2 separate regions of the Mus musculus genome follow, and region 1 is linked to region 2. Evidence: chromatin contacts called from public HiCAR-type data. All regions are on one chromosome and are shown on one strand. Each heading gives the region's core, a stretch centred on a gene start, on an enhancer-like site or on the middle of the called end of the contact. The rest is flanking DNA. Distances are from core to core; before and after follow the strand shown. Region 1 overlaps Zfhx3 (zinc finger homeobox 3). Region 2 overlaps D030068K23Rik (RIKEN cDNA D030068K23 gene).

Region 1 (5,918 bases), core at 2,883-5,382, 410 kb after region 2:
CTTTAATCCCAGCACTTGGGAGGCAGAGGCAGGTGGATTTCTGAGTTCAAGGCCAGCCTGGTCTACAGAGTGAGTTCCAGAACAGCCGGGGCTACACAGAGAAACCCTGTCTCGAAAAACCAAAAAATAAAAAAAATTAAAAAGTAAAAAGAATACCTCTAGAGTCTGGCCAAGAAATGAACCATCTGCATGACCCTGGTTAGTAGAAAATGCACCCACAGATGGAAAACGCACTCCAGAAACCGAATCAGGATTCCTTGCTCCCCTAAAAACTGCCAAAAAAGTCACAATGAAGCCATGAGGCCTGTCATCTGGCTCCATTTTTGACGCTATGTCACAGACCAGTCATTCCCACATCCCCTGATCATCTCTAGTACAAGGAAGGTGGAGAGGAAACCACCACCATGCACACTTTCCTGCCTGTCCCCTCTAAGTGACCAACACACCACGCCCATCTAACTGTAACCTTTGCTTCCTTCTACACTGCCTGAGCTCATCCGCCACAGACTCACGTGAAGACCCTTTACATACTCTCTCCTCCTTTCTCTCTCAACTTCTACCCTTAGGAGCTCAACATACTATAGTTTTAGCCAAACAATAAATACCACACTGCTTGGGAAGGAGAGAGGCTTCTAAAGTTTGCATCTAAGCCTCCCTCCCTATTTCTAAGAGATGGTCTTTAGTGAGACAGGTAGAGATAACATAAGATGTCAGTGTGTAGCGCTGGCATCACCTTTACCCTCCAACCACACACTTCCAGACCCACCAACTACAGCAGCTCCCCCACAGCACCCCACTGTGAGTTAAAGACCAGCCTTCCAACATGCCCGCATCTGACTTATCTGGATCTGGGAGTGTATTGCCTTATATGGCAGAAGAGACCTTGAAGATGGGATAGAGTTAAGGATCTCCAAATAGGACACATTATCTTGGATTATCAAGATGGCCCTGCTGTAATCACAGGGTTCCTTAAGTCAGGGACAAAGGACAAGACCCAGTGCACAGGTAAAAACAGAATGAAGCAGAGAGGCATGTGGGGGAAAGATCAGCAGCCAAGGAATGCGGGTTTCCCCGGGAACGTAGGAAGATAAGAACACGCTTCACAGAACTCCAGAAGGATCCACCCTACCTCCAACCCGGTCAAGCTGATGCTGTAAATTTCTGGAGCTCTGGCTGTGAGACAATGTGTGTTAGCTTAGAACACCGAACTTGTACTCACTCCTTACACCACCAATAAGAAAATCTAACATAATCCTCCTTGATTTAAGGAACAAGGACACTCCTGACAACCTCAGGAGAGTCACACCTGTCTCTAGCTCCTGGGAGCTAACTGGACCTAATTTTCCCCCCTATCATTCAAAAATACAGTCACAGAAACCCTAAGTTCAAGTACTTAGTAAAAAACCTCCCAGGATAGCCTACTGAATATGAGATTGACAAATATCCAAAACAAGCCAAAGAAACATTTTTTACTTGATCCAATATAAGACCCTGAGCTAAAATAAAACAATCAAGACAGTTCTCTTCCCAAGTGGGCAGATACTAGGCCAACCAACCTTGCCCAATAAATACATCCCACAGGTGGGCTGGCCTATAGCCTGGCCACGATGCCAGCCCAGCAGCCTGTCTGAAGAACTGGAAAGCCAAGCCCGTGCCCACTGGGCTCCTGAAGACAAAGAGAGGAGGCGGTTCAGGAAGGTGGTGGCATCCTGCCCGCCTCAGTGGTAGCCTGGGGCCATTGGATCTCGCCATCTCTCCAGCACCTGAAAGGTGTGAGCCAGGCAGCCCAACCACATCAGAAGCTGGCTGCCCGCCGGCCCCAATTGCCCAACACCTCCAGAGGAACCAGCTTTCCAGGACTAGATTTTACACACCACTCAGGGACAGGCCATTTGGGGCCAAATGGAGGTTCAACAGTATACAGGACAGCCCACCAAAGGCCAGGCAGACAGAAAATGTATTGCTGTAGAGCAACTACCTAATGGTTCCCATGCTTTGACTGTTCTCACATTGCACAGTGAATCCTACTAGGGCCTTAGTCCTAATGTACTCAGTTCTTTCCATCACAGGCCAGACATCTACCCAGGTGAAACACCCCCAAACCCATGCTCCCAATTCTCCTGGTTGACTCTTTCCCAGTCTTCATGTTAACAACTGACCAATAATAATAATAATAATAATAATACATTAACAAAAATACATGATCTATTACAGTATGGTTTTCAGGTTTGGGATAAGTGAGATTACTCAATAGGATTTAAACATTCATGTTTGGTGGCTTGTACAAGGCACCACCTCAGGCAAGGCAATAGAGTTTTTGAAAACTAACCACGATTCCATAAAAGGTTCTTGCTCAGTCTCCTGGCTTGTGAAAACATGACCATGTATCCTGAAAAGGGAAGGTGAGTTTCGGCCAGCACGGCTTCTGATTGGTCGAGGTGCAGAGACTGCACTACTTGACCAGTTTCCTTTCACATACACACACCTTTGTTTCTTCTGAAGTGCCCACTCCTAAAAGTCAGCCCCCCGACCCTCATCTTCCTTAGATCGTACCATATGACAAACGCATGGCCTCCTTTAAAGCCCAAAACACCAGCACCAACTCCTCCCATATGAACGTCCATCGATAGTCAATCTTTAACCTCTGCTGGAACTAAGTAAGACTGTCCTCTCACGCCCTGGTGAGAAGAGCGTCACTCAGGCAGAATGCCCCTACTCCTGTGTTAATAGTGGACCTGGTATCTGCCATCCAAGTTCAGGTACATATCCACCATGTTGGCTGGTCACTTCTCATCCTTAAATACAGCTTTGATATGACACAGGGACACTAGAAGACAGTGATTAGCATGGTACCCCGAGCCAGATTTGGGGTTTCCTGTACACTTGGGCAACAAGCACACAGGGTGGGGGTGGGGAGAAGCGTCTTGTCTTTGTTTGGGTCCAGAGAGGCGGGTACGGAAAGATGCCCCAGAAGAGTATCCTCTCCTGGCTGAAGGAGAAGAAATGCTTAAAGGATTATCTGAAAACATTCCAAGTTCACTCCTGTCCTCTATCCTCGTGGTGGCCCCAGCCAAGCCATTGAGATCTTGCCAACACAGTTCTTTCCTATATTTTCCTGGGCTCCCCCATCAAGGCCCTGGCTGGCTAGGTAGCTAAATGATGCCTTCTCTTATCCCCTAACCTGTCTTTTTAGGAACCCTAGCCCAACCTACCCTGACAGTTCCAGCTCCTAGTGAGCTATTGAGCACTGTCCTGAGGACACACTCTGCTAGGCCTTTGCACCTGCAGGCAGCACCTGCAGGCAGCACCTGCAGATAGCACCTGCCCAGGCACAGCCCTTCATGCAGTCTAATTAAAAAAAAAAAAAAAAAAAGATACTCTGCCTTTGGGGACATCAGGAAAGATAAGCCAAGAAGCAAAGGCTAAAAGAATCTGGTCAGCTCCATTGACATTTTGACTTAGCTCTGAGAACATGTGCCACGGAGGTCTGACATGTATATAATCCAGCTGCTAGAGTGCTTGTCTAGCAAGCAGGAGGCCCCCTGGGTCCCTTCCCCAGGTCTGAGTAACATGTGCCTGCTGGTGCACACCTGCACTCCCAGGGGCAGAGCAGAGGCAGGAGGAGTGGGGAGTTCAAGACCATCCTTAGCTAAGTAGTAAGTTCAAGGCCAGCCTGGTATAAATAAAACACTGTCTCGAGAAAAGAGGTACAAGGAAGGCAGAGGAATAGAGGGGGAGAGAAAACAGAACTAGAGAGATGGCTCCATGGCTTACTGTTCTTACTGCTTTTACAAAGTCAGTGCCCAGCACCCATAGGGTACTTCATAGCCCCCAGAGATCTGACACTGTGATTTGTCTTCTGACCTCAGAGTGGCACCAGGTACAAGCATATACAAGTGCTATGTCCAGTGACTCTACACACACACACACACACACACACACACACACACACCCCTTGGAACAAACACACTCTTTCCCCCATCAGTGCCTGATGACATCACCAAGGATGTCATCACTTGGACTCTCCGTTCCCCGCCACCTCCTGGGAACAACACTGTGCCTGCCCACACTGTCCAGACATCTGGAGGGCCTGGCTCACATGGACCGACTGCCTCTGCGCCCTCAAACGAGCCTCCTTGCTCGCACAGGCCTTCCTGTTCCAAAGGGCATGAACAGTGAGTCATCACAGCACACAGAGAGCAACTTCTCCATCCAAAACCTGGACAGTTCCTAGAGAGACGTCTCTGCCTTCCCTCCCTAGCCCTTCTATAAAGCACCCAGGCTTACCCATCCCCACCCACGCTTTCCGAGATCCATCTCTCCTCCTGTACCCACACTGAGGATAGTTTATCCGTTTAGCCCATTGGTTAGAAGAACAAGGGAGCTCTATGACATTCCTGGTGGAGCATACATACCTTAAAAAAAAAAAAAAACCTGTATACTCCAACTCTACCTGTGCCTAATGCTGAGCCTTTAGCCTCTCATGGGGACTAAGGACCCATCCCATGGGAGCTACCGTTCCTCCCCATCGCTGAGAGACAAGATCCACTCCACCCTGTGAATTCTCACACAAATCACTCACATTCTTAGAGGAAGAGGAAGAAGGTTGTGGGAAGTTCACAGCCAGGACAAATACAGGTACTAAGTGTCCCAACACCAAGTACCCTGCAGAGTCCGTCACCAGGACACGAGATTTAATTTTTTTTTTTTTTTGTTTCATCCATCGTAAGGAGGCACGTACAGAAATGTTCCACCTCAAACGAGCACTTCCCAAGGCATCATAACCAAATTTCAAACCACATCAAACAGGATTGCCCAAGGACACCATAAATCGGTTAATGTGGCTTTCATCCTCCTCCCCGAGAAGAGAGAGCTGACCCTGAGTACTTACAAGGGACTTCAAAACAGAAGGACGCCACCTTGAATTGGGAAGGAATGCTATCCCCCAGACAAAGCAGAGAATTATAATAGACAAGCGTCAAGAATGGCCTCCACTCAACTCCCAAGAAAACAATACCAACAAACAAACAAACGAAACCAGAAATGGGAAATGCAGGGCCCAGGGCGCAAATCACTCTGTCACCTGGCTGTCCCGCCAGACAGACCCACAGCATTGATATTGGTGGTGCTTGTCAACCTTAACTCAGCAATTAAATGATCAAAACTACAATCAGGTAGGACTAATCAGGCCAGACACCAGTGGGGAGTCCTCTCTAACAGCTCCTCAGTGCTCCATGTCTTCCTCATAACTCTCACTTAAGGATCAGCTGGCTCAAGGGTAGCCAGGGAGCTACAGGTATGGCTACTGGCCCTTCTACACCCACTGACCTCTAAAGGAGAATGTAACAGAACAGACTGTCTCCCTACAATCCGCCTCCATCCCATCCCTAACTCCCTTTATATTTCCATGCCACCTCTGTCCGGCTGGATTTAAAGCCAGAGGCCAACCGAATGCCGGGTGATCCCCCTAAGACACTGGGCTCCTTGAGTTTCTTGTAGAGCCAGGTTCCCACCCCTGCCTACCCCTCAGAACAACTGCAAGGATTAACAGAAAGGGACCAGGCTCAAGAGCTTTGAAAGGGAAGCTCCTTAGATTCCTCTCCCCTTTCTCCTCAGACACATTGGCACCCTTCCCTGCTACTCATAACTTAACAGTTCAATATTTAAAGTAGCGAACTCCAGAGGTCGAGGCAGCCGTGCTGAGGAACAGGCAGTTGCTCAGTATAGAAAGACAGAGATGGGGCTTGGTATGGTGAGAAAGGTTCCATTCAACAGTATGGGGCAGAAGGGTCAAGAACCTAGGCCAGCTCAGCCAGGTCACAGGGATCTAGTCCTTCTACCGGCAAAAGCCAGCCTTGACCTTTCATTCTCTCCTCCTAAACCCCTTTCAAAAGATACCCAGAGGATGGGAACCTTCA
Region 2 (6,303 bases), core at 3,454-5,953:
TGTGGCGCCACACCCAGGACTTCGAGAGTGCTAGTCCAGGACTCTATCAACTGAGTGATGTTCCCTGCCCTTTTTTGACAAACATATCTCAATCTATTTAATGGTGACGTGTAATAAAATTAAGTTTTAAGAAAATTTTAGGGATACACAGAAGAGAAGGCTTCCTGGGATCAACAAGGCACACACACCATCCAGAGCTCTGTGGCTGGTGCAGAGTGGGTTACATCAGCTTCCCTCACTAAGGAACCTTCGCATGCTTTGAGGGGGTACATCTTGAAAATTATATTAGGAAGTGAAAAAATAACAGTAAATAAAAACAAACACTGCAAGTTGAAGCACTTCCTGCTAGCAGGCTCTCACGGGACGATAGATCAGAATTTTTGTCACCGAATACGAGAACATTTGAATGGTGTGTCAACTTGAATTCTGCATCTGTAATTACATTTAGCACTCATTATTTATAAGAGTAAAAGCGGTCTGAAGCCAAGATCTCACCTCTAGTTTATGTGAGGTTTGAAGTTCACCTGCTGGATGAGGTTAACAATAAAAACATCCCCAAATTTGCAAGGAGGCGCCTTGATTCTGTGATGCCAAAAGATCTCCTCTCTCTGATCAATGGGTAAGAAAAAAAGGGGAGCCACTTGTCTTGTGCTGCACACCCCACTTCTACAGATGTCTCCCCCTCCCTTCTAGCACCATGCTCAGGATAAAATTTATTTTTTATGCCCTGCATGGTGACTTTTCCCACGTTTTTCTCCTGTCACCAACTACTCTCTTCCTAGAAAACACGGGTGATATACAAGTCAACCTGAAGGTGGCTGGGGGCAATTTTCCATCACTATCCTTGATCCAGCTGTACAGAGTGACTCCAGCCATTGGTGCACCTGGATTACACGTGGCTTTCCCATCTTCTACTTACTTGGAAGCAGACACCTCCAGCTGCGGAGGATGATAACGGGCAACTCAAGGGCTCAGTGAGTAAGGATTATGCAGATACCAGTTCTCCCAGTGAGCTAACTGAACTAACACCCCAACCTTGCCTCTGCCGAGGAAAGCCCTTACATCCATCTCAGTGCTTGTTTACAGGAAGGTTCCTTATGAGCTGGGACTAGGTCGCTCTATCCCCCAGCTAAAACTGGCATTTGAACAGCAGCCTACCACCACACTAAAGAAGGCATGATTGCAGAACATATGGGAAATGTGAGTTGCGTCCGGCTGAGGGGGAAAGAGCAGGGCATCTATCCTGGTCAGGGTGGAGGAGACTGTATACATGTGTGATACAGGTGCATCTCTTTGCCATTAAACATAGGCCTGATAGATATTCATTTTCATTGAAAGTGGGTAGCTGTTAACTCCCAGATAGTTAAACAACCACACATTCTTCTTGAATGACTCACTAACACTTAAAATGGATATGCTGTTATTGCATGGGATATAAACCTGATCCTTTGATTCATTCCAAATATACATTTGGGGGCTGGAGAGATGGCACAACAGATAAGGACATTTACTGTTCTCCCATAGGGCCTGGGTTTGGTTCTCAACACCTGCATGGTGGCTTACAACCATCCGTAATTCTAGTTCTAGAGGATCCAACCCCTCCTCGGTGTCGGCGGGTATCTGAATGCTTGCAGTACACATGACTCAAGCAGGTAAAGACATAAGCACAAAACAAATATTTAAGGGTAGAGGGTTCTACTGTGTTATTCAGAGGGTTGTAAATTCCTACAAAGTCTTCTCCGGGTAAGTCTCTAAGACTACAGGAGTACGTCACTGTGCCCAGCATCCAAAGTAGTTTTACCTGCACATGTTGGCAAATGCCCATACACCATCCACTCTGGAGGTGAAGGCAGGAGAGTCTACAGGTCCAATGTCAGTACAGGTTACCTAGCAAGATCTGTCTCAAAAAGGCATAGCATATTCTTACAATATTCAAGAGTCAAGTGGAATAAAAATGGTATTCTTGTGTGATTTCTATGTGACACAAAAAGGAATCTTATTTTTCAGTTAAAGTAAAATAATCTCCCCAACTCCCCTCATTGCAACTGCACAACTCTCACCCTGGCCTGCTATCCTTATAACTTGGCCTCTCTATGCTCACAACAGACACATACTCTTGCCAACCTCAGAAACAAGTTAACACAAGATAACCCCTGGTTCCTGACAGCCTTTTCCACAGCCACTCACTTTTCTTGGGCCAAGTTTGTTATCCCTAGTTTTTCCTCTTTATTGTATTCGAAGAGTTTCATAGATCATTTCTACTGTTATTTTCTCACTTAAAAATGTTATCTGGTTCAAACTCTTCTAGATTTCTGACAGTTAGGGTGTGTGTGTGTGTGTGTGTGTGTGTGTGTGTGTGTACCCACAGAACCACAGGATGTCCAAATATTTGATCAAACATTACTCTGTTCTATCAAAGGTGTTTTGGTTGAGATCAGCATTTAAATCAGTCGACTGAATAACATGGATCATGTAAGAGGGCCATACGCAACCCACCAAAGGCCTGAGCATAGCAAAAAGCCTATGTTCCTCAGACAGAGAAAATTCTCCTGCTCTTCATGGCTCTCTACAGCAATGTTCAGCTCTCAGACTTAGTCAGGGACGCCTGCTTTGCAGAAATTCACACTCCATAGTTTTTTGGGGGTGTTTGTGTATGTGCATGTACATGGACTATCTCTTGAAAACCTTGATTAATAATCTGTCCACTCTAACTCTTGTTTTTGTTTTTCTGAGACAGGGTTTCTCTATGTAGCCCTGGCTGTCCTGGAGCTCACTCCGTAGACCAGGCTGACCCCAAACTCAGAAATCTGCCTGCCTCTGCCTCCCAAGTGCTGGGATTAAAGGCATGCACCACCATGCCCGGCCACTCTAACTCTTAATACCACTTTCTAGATAATTTTTATTATATCAACAAATTTTATGAAATTATCTAAATCCTTCTATCAAAATTGATGTGTATGTATTAGATACACACACATACACATATATATCTTTACTTGCTGTTACACATGTATTACATAACAATATATAAAAAGAGATTATCTATTTGAAAGAGAACAAGGCATGGAGTACCTTGGAGGGTTTGGAAGAAAAAAAGGTAAGGGGAAGATGATATAATTTTAATCTCAAAAACTAAAAAAATGGTATTTAAAAATTGATATTTATCTATACTGCCTATATTTTCTTAGCTCACATTTCTCACCAGCTGGGATGTTCAGTACTAGAACAAAACACCTGCTTATTTGCCTCAAAAGAAATAACAAAGATGACCGATAATGCAAAATATAACTTATGAAGTTTAAGATTGAATGTATGTATTTGTATATATTTACATATGTACATATGATACATATACATATTAAATAAATACATTTACATCTCACCTAAAACCTAACATATATTTTAATGTATTTGTTTTTATTTAAACAAATCACACTTGTATTAAAATGGATTTTTATATCAAAGTATTCATCTTCTTTGTTCTTTTATCCTTAAAAGTTAGGGTACTAAACGCAATTATAAACAAAGTTATCCGAGGTGATTTAAAGGCCCAGTTGGCAAAATGTCTTATGTTTGATGAACTGCATGCTTTATGTTGTTTAAACCTCGTTCAATTGCTTTGCTAAAAGTAAGTAGCAACTCCGAGCACGCCATCTGGTGAGGGTCTCTCTTTGGACCAAGCCGGAAAAGGAAGTAAAGGAATTTTCATTTATTCCATAGTTGTGGTTGCAAAACTGCAATCACAATATGTTTCTAATGCAATAATATAAGTGGGGCTTCAGAGCTCAGAGACCTCGTGAGATCTGATTCAAAGGTCTGGAATATTTAAGGCCGTATCTCATCACCAGGGGAAGGAAGGCTGTTTCCGTTTCTAGCTTTCCTATGACTTGGAAGAAAGAAATAATAATCCAGGAAATTGAAGTCTATGAGCTGGAAAATATGAATTTGATCTTTTAAAAAGCATTCATTAAAAAAATAATAATAGGTGGTTCCTTAATGATAGACCACGGCCCATCAGAGACGTCTAAGGAGAAGATAATCAGATGGGATCTGATGGCGTCACTGTGTGTGCACATCTCTGCTGATACAAAATGCTGAAACTGGTTCTTCTTCTGTCTTTTCATTTTGTTTTGTTAATAATGATTTTTGTCCAAGCCTTGATCCAGTCCAATGACTAGAGAATGGAACTTCCCCCCAGCTCTCTGGGGACTCCATTCCAGAGACTAATAGATTTCACTGTCAGAAAACATTTCCCGGATTCCGTCTTAAATTTCCGTTACTTAATTTCATCCCAGTACTTAACCATAAAGCCTCTTAACCTACCTTTAAAGTGACTTGACTTCCATGATGTTTACGTCTTTTGAATATTTGTGAAGTGCTGTAACTGGACGTAATAGAAAAAATGAACGAACAACATGTTTTCCTTTAATCTTTCGGTGTAAGTTAAAGTCTGAAGCTTGCCCTACATTTATTTTCTAGTTTGAACATTAGGCAATTTGCTTAACTGAATCAAGTGTGGGGCCACAAACTGGTATTCTCATTGTGATCTCGGCAGTGCTAGTAAAAGAACTTAGCTTCCAGCGATGTGATGCGGAGCTCTTAGATGTACATACTAAAATCTCACTGACTGATCTCACCGAGGACCGTGTTGCGAGACCATACATAATTTGCTGACACTATCATCACGAATCAAGTCCCTTGGCAGTACGACTTGCCAAGCACCGTCTAGGCTGCCAACAGAATGACTGTGTTTCTGTTTATTCTCTCCAGATGTACTTTCTAGCTGCATTTTTCCAGGTTGAATCACATTTCATTTCCTGCCCATATTTCTAACCACTTTAGGTCTCTTTTATGTGCCCTCTCTGGTTTTGTCAACACCATCCGATTCACCATCGTCTGTAAATTAAATTAACATGATGTGTACCCTCTCGTATAAATCATTAATGAAGTTTCTCTACAATTTGGTTTTTTAATCTGATCCTACTTAATGTTTGTCGTCCTCATGTTTTCTTAAGACTATAGCACTTCCGCCATATAATACGTTGTTTTACTTGCGAATGGCAGACTAACACAGATAAAGCTCAGAGCTGCTATTTCCTTCTTGAGTATTAGTGTAAAATTATCTTTATTGTTGAACAAGATGAGGTTTTACTTACAGTCCTCTGTCCCTCATAATTGCTACATTTTTCATCAGTGGTCTCATACCACATGGTGACATAAAATTGTCAAAAGAATCTTCAGGACAAATTTTACTGTGCAGGGAGCTATTTTAATCTTGTATCACAATTTACAGTAATACCATTCTGCCATTAAAAAAAAAGAAAAGAAAAGAAAAAATGTTTTCATTTCAACTATTTGGAATCAGTAAGCTGAATCAAGATGAACGGTTCCTAGAAAATAAGTGTTTCATTGTTTTTTTCATTTATAGCTGCTGTTTCTTTTTATTTTGTCAGTTATTTTTAAATCCTCTGCTATTCTAAAAACTACTTTTAAACTTTAGCCTTGAATTGGGCGTAGTAATACACACCTTCAGTCCTAAACTCAGGAGAAAAAAGCAGGTGGATCTCAAGGCGGGCCTGGTCTACGTAGAGAGTTCCAGATCAGCAGGGCAGCAGGGGCTACAAAGTGAGACACACACACACTCTCTCTCTCTCTCTCTCTCTCTCTCTCTCTCTCTCTCCATATATATATATATACACACACATACATACATATACACATACACATACACACACACACACACACACACACACACACACACACACATATAAATTTGGGGTCTTAATGGGTCAACGTGCTTACCACCAGGCATGATGATCTGACTTTGTTCCCTAGAATTAGAGTTGATTCCTAGAGCTTGTTCTCGAACTTCTACAGGTATCCTGTTGCGTGCACCCTTACACATACATAAAACATACACACGCTAAATATAAAAGGAAAAGATAACACGTATTTTATAAGAAAAGCCTCTTCTTTCCCATAGGGGCAACCCTTGGTATGAGCTTTATGAAATTATAATTTATCCATGTAATCCCACAGCCAGGCAGCAATGCTTCAAACATTGAATATCTTGGATGCTTTGGGTTATTAGTTTCCATTTCATATGAGTTAATTATTTTTTCCCTATGTGTTTTCTATTTTCCTGCATGAACATCTTGCCATCTGTTTCTAATAATCTTGAAATTCTTGTCCTCAGAAGTTCCTCACCTAAATCCCCAGTGTTAGCTCTACATACCAGCGTTTCTTCTCTTAAACCCTTAGCCTTACCATGTGTCTTGGAACTTGAGCTAGGAATTTGAGCTG

What was found. HiCAR-type assays count read pairs that join an accessible place to other places.
Region 1: a HiCAR-type map of fibro-adipogenic progenitors shows a contact between it and region 2, with 2.7 times the contacts expected there. The contact joins two enhancer-like sites. A contact is called at or near these places in 1 of 484 Hi-C or Micro-C datasets (the MC38 cell line) and 2 of 115 datasets of contacts at active chromatin or transcription factors (the NIH/3T3 cell line and fibro-adipogenic progenitors).

Annotation. Positions count from the first base shown.
Region 1 is chr8:108,741,600-108,747,517 of GRCm38.p6, reverse strand. The region is part of intron 1 of Zfhx3 (zinc finger homeobox 3); the gene reads right to left. Among named protein-coding and RNA genes, the nearest start is that of Zfhx3, 30 kb to the right of the region's middle. Within about 2 kb of position 4,132, at least 51 of the 459 cell types and tissues checked have an H3K27ac peak or open chromatin away from gene starts, as enhancers often do. A contact at or near this core is called in fibro-adipogenic progenitors, where this site is marked.
Region 2 is chr8:109,154,106-109,160,408 of GRCm38.p6, reverse strand. The region is part of intron 2 of D030068K23Rik (RIKEN cDNA D030068K23 gene); the gene reads right to left. The region is part of intron 1 of 4922502B01Rik (RIKEN cDNA 4922502B01 gene); the gene reads left to right. Among named protein-coding and RNA genes, the nearest start is that of D030068K23Rik, 82 kb to the right of the region's middle. Within about 2 kb of position 4,703, at least 70 of the 459 cell types and tissues checked have an H3K27ac peak or open chromatin away from gene starts, as enhancers often do. A contact at or near this core is called in fibro-adipogenic progenitors, where this site is marked.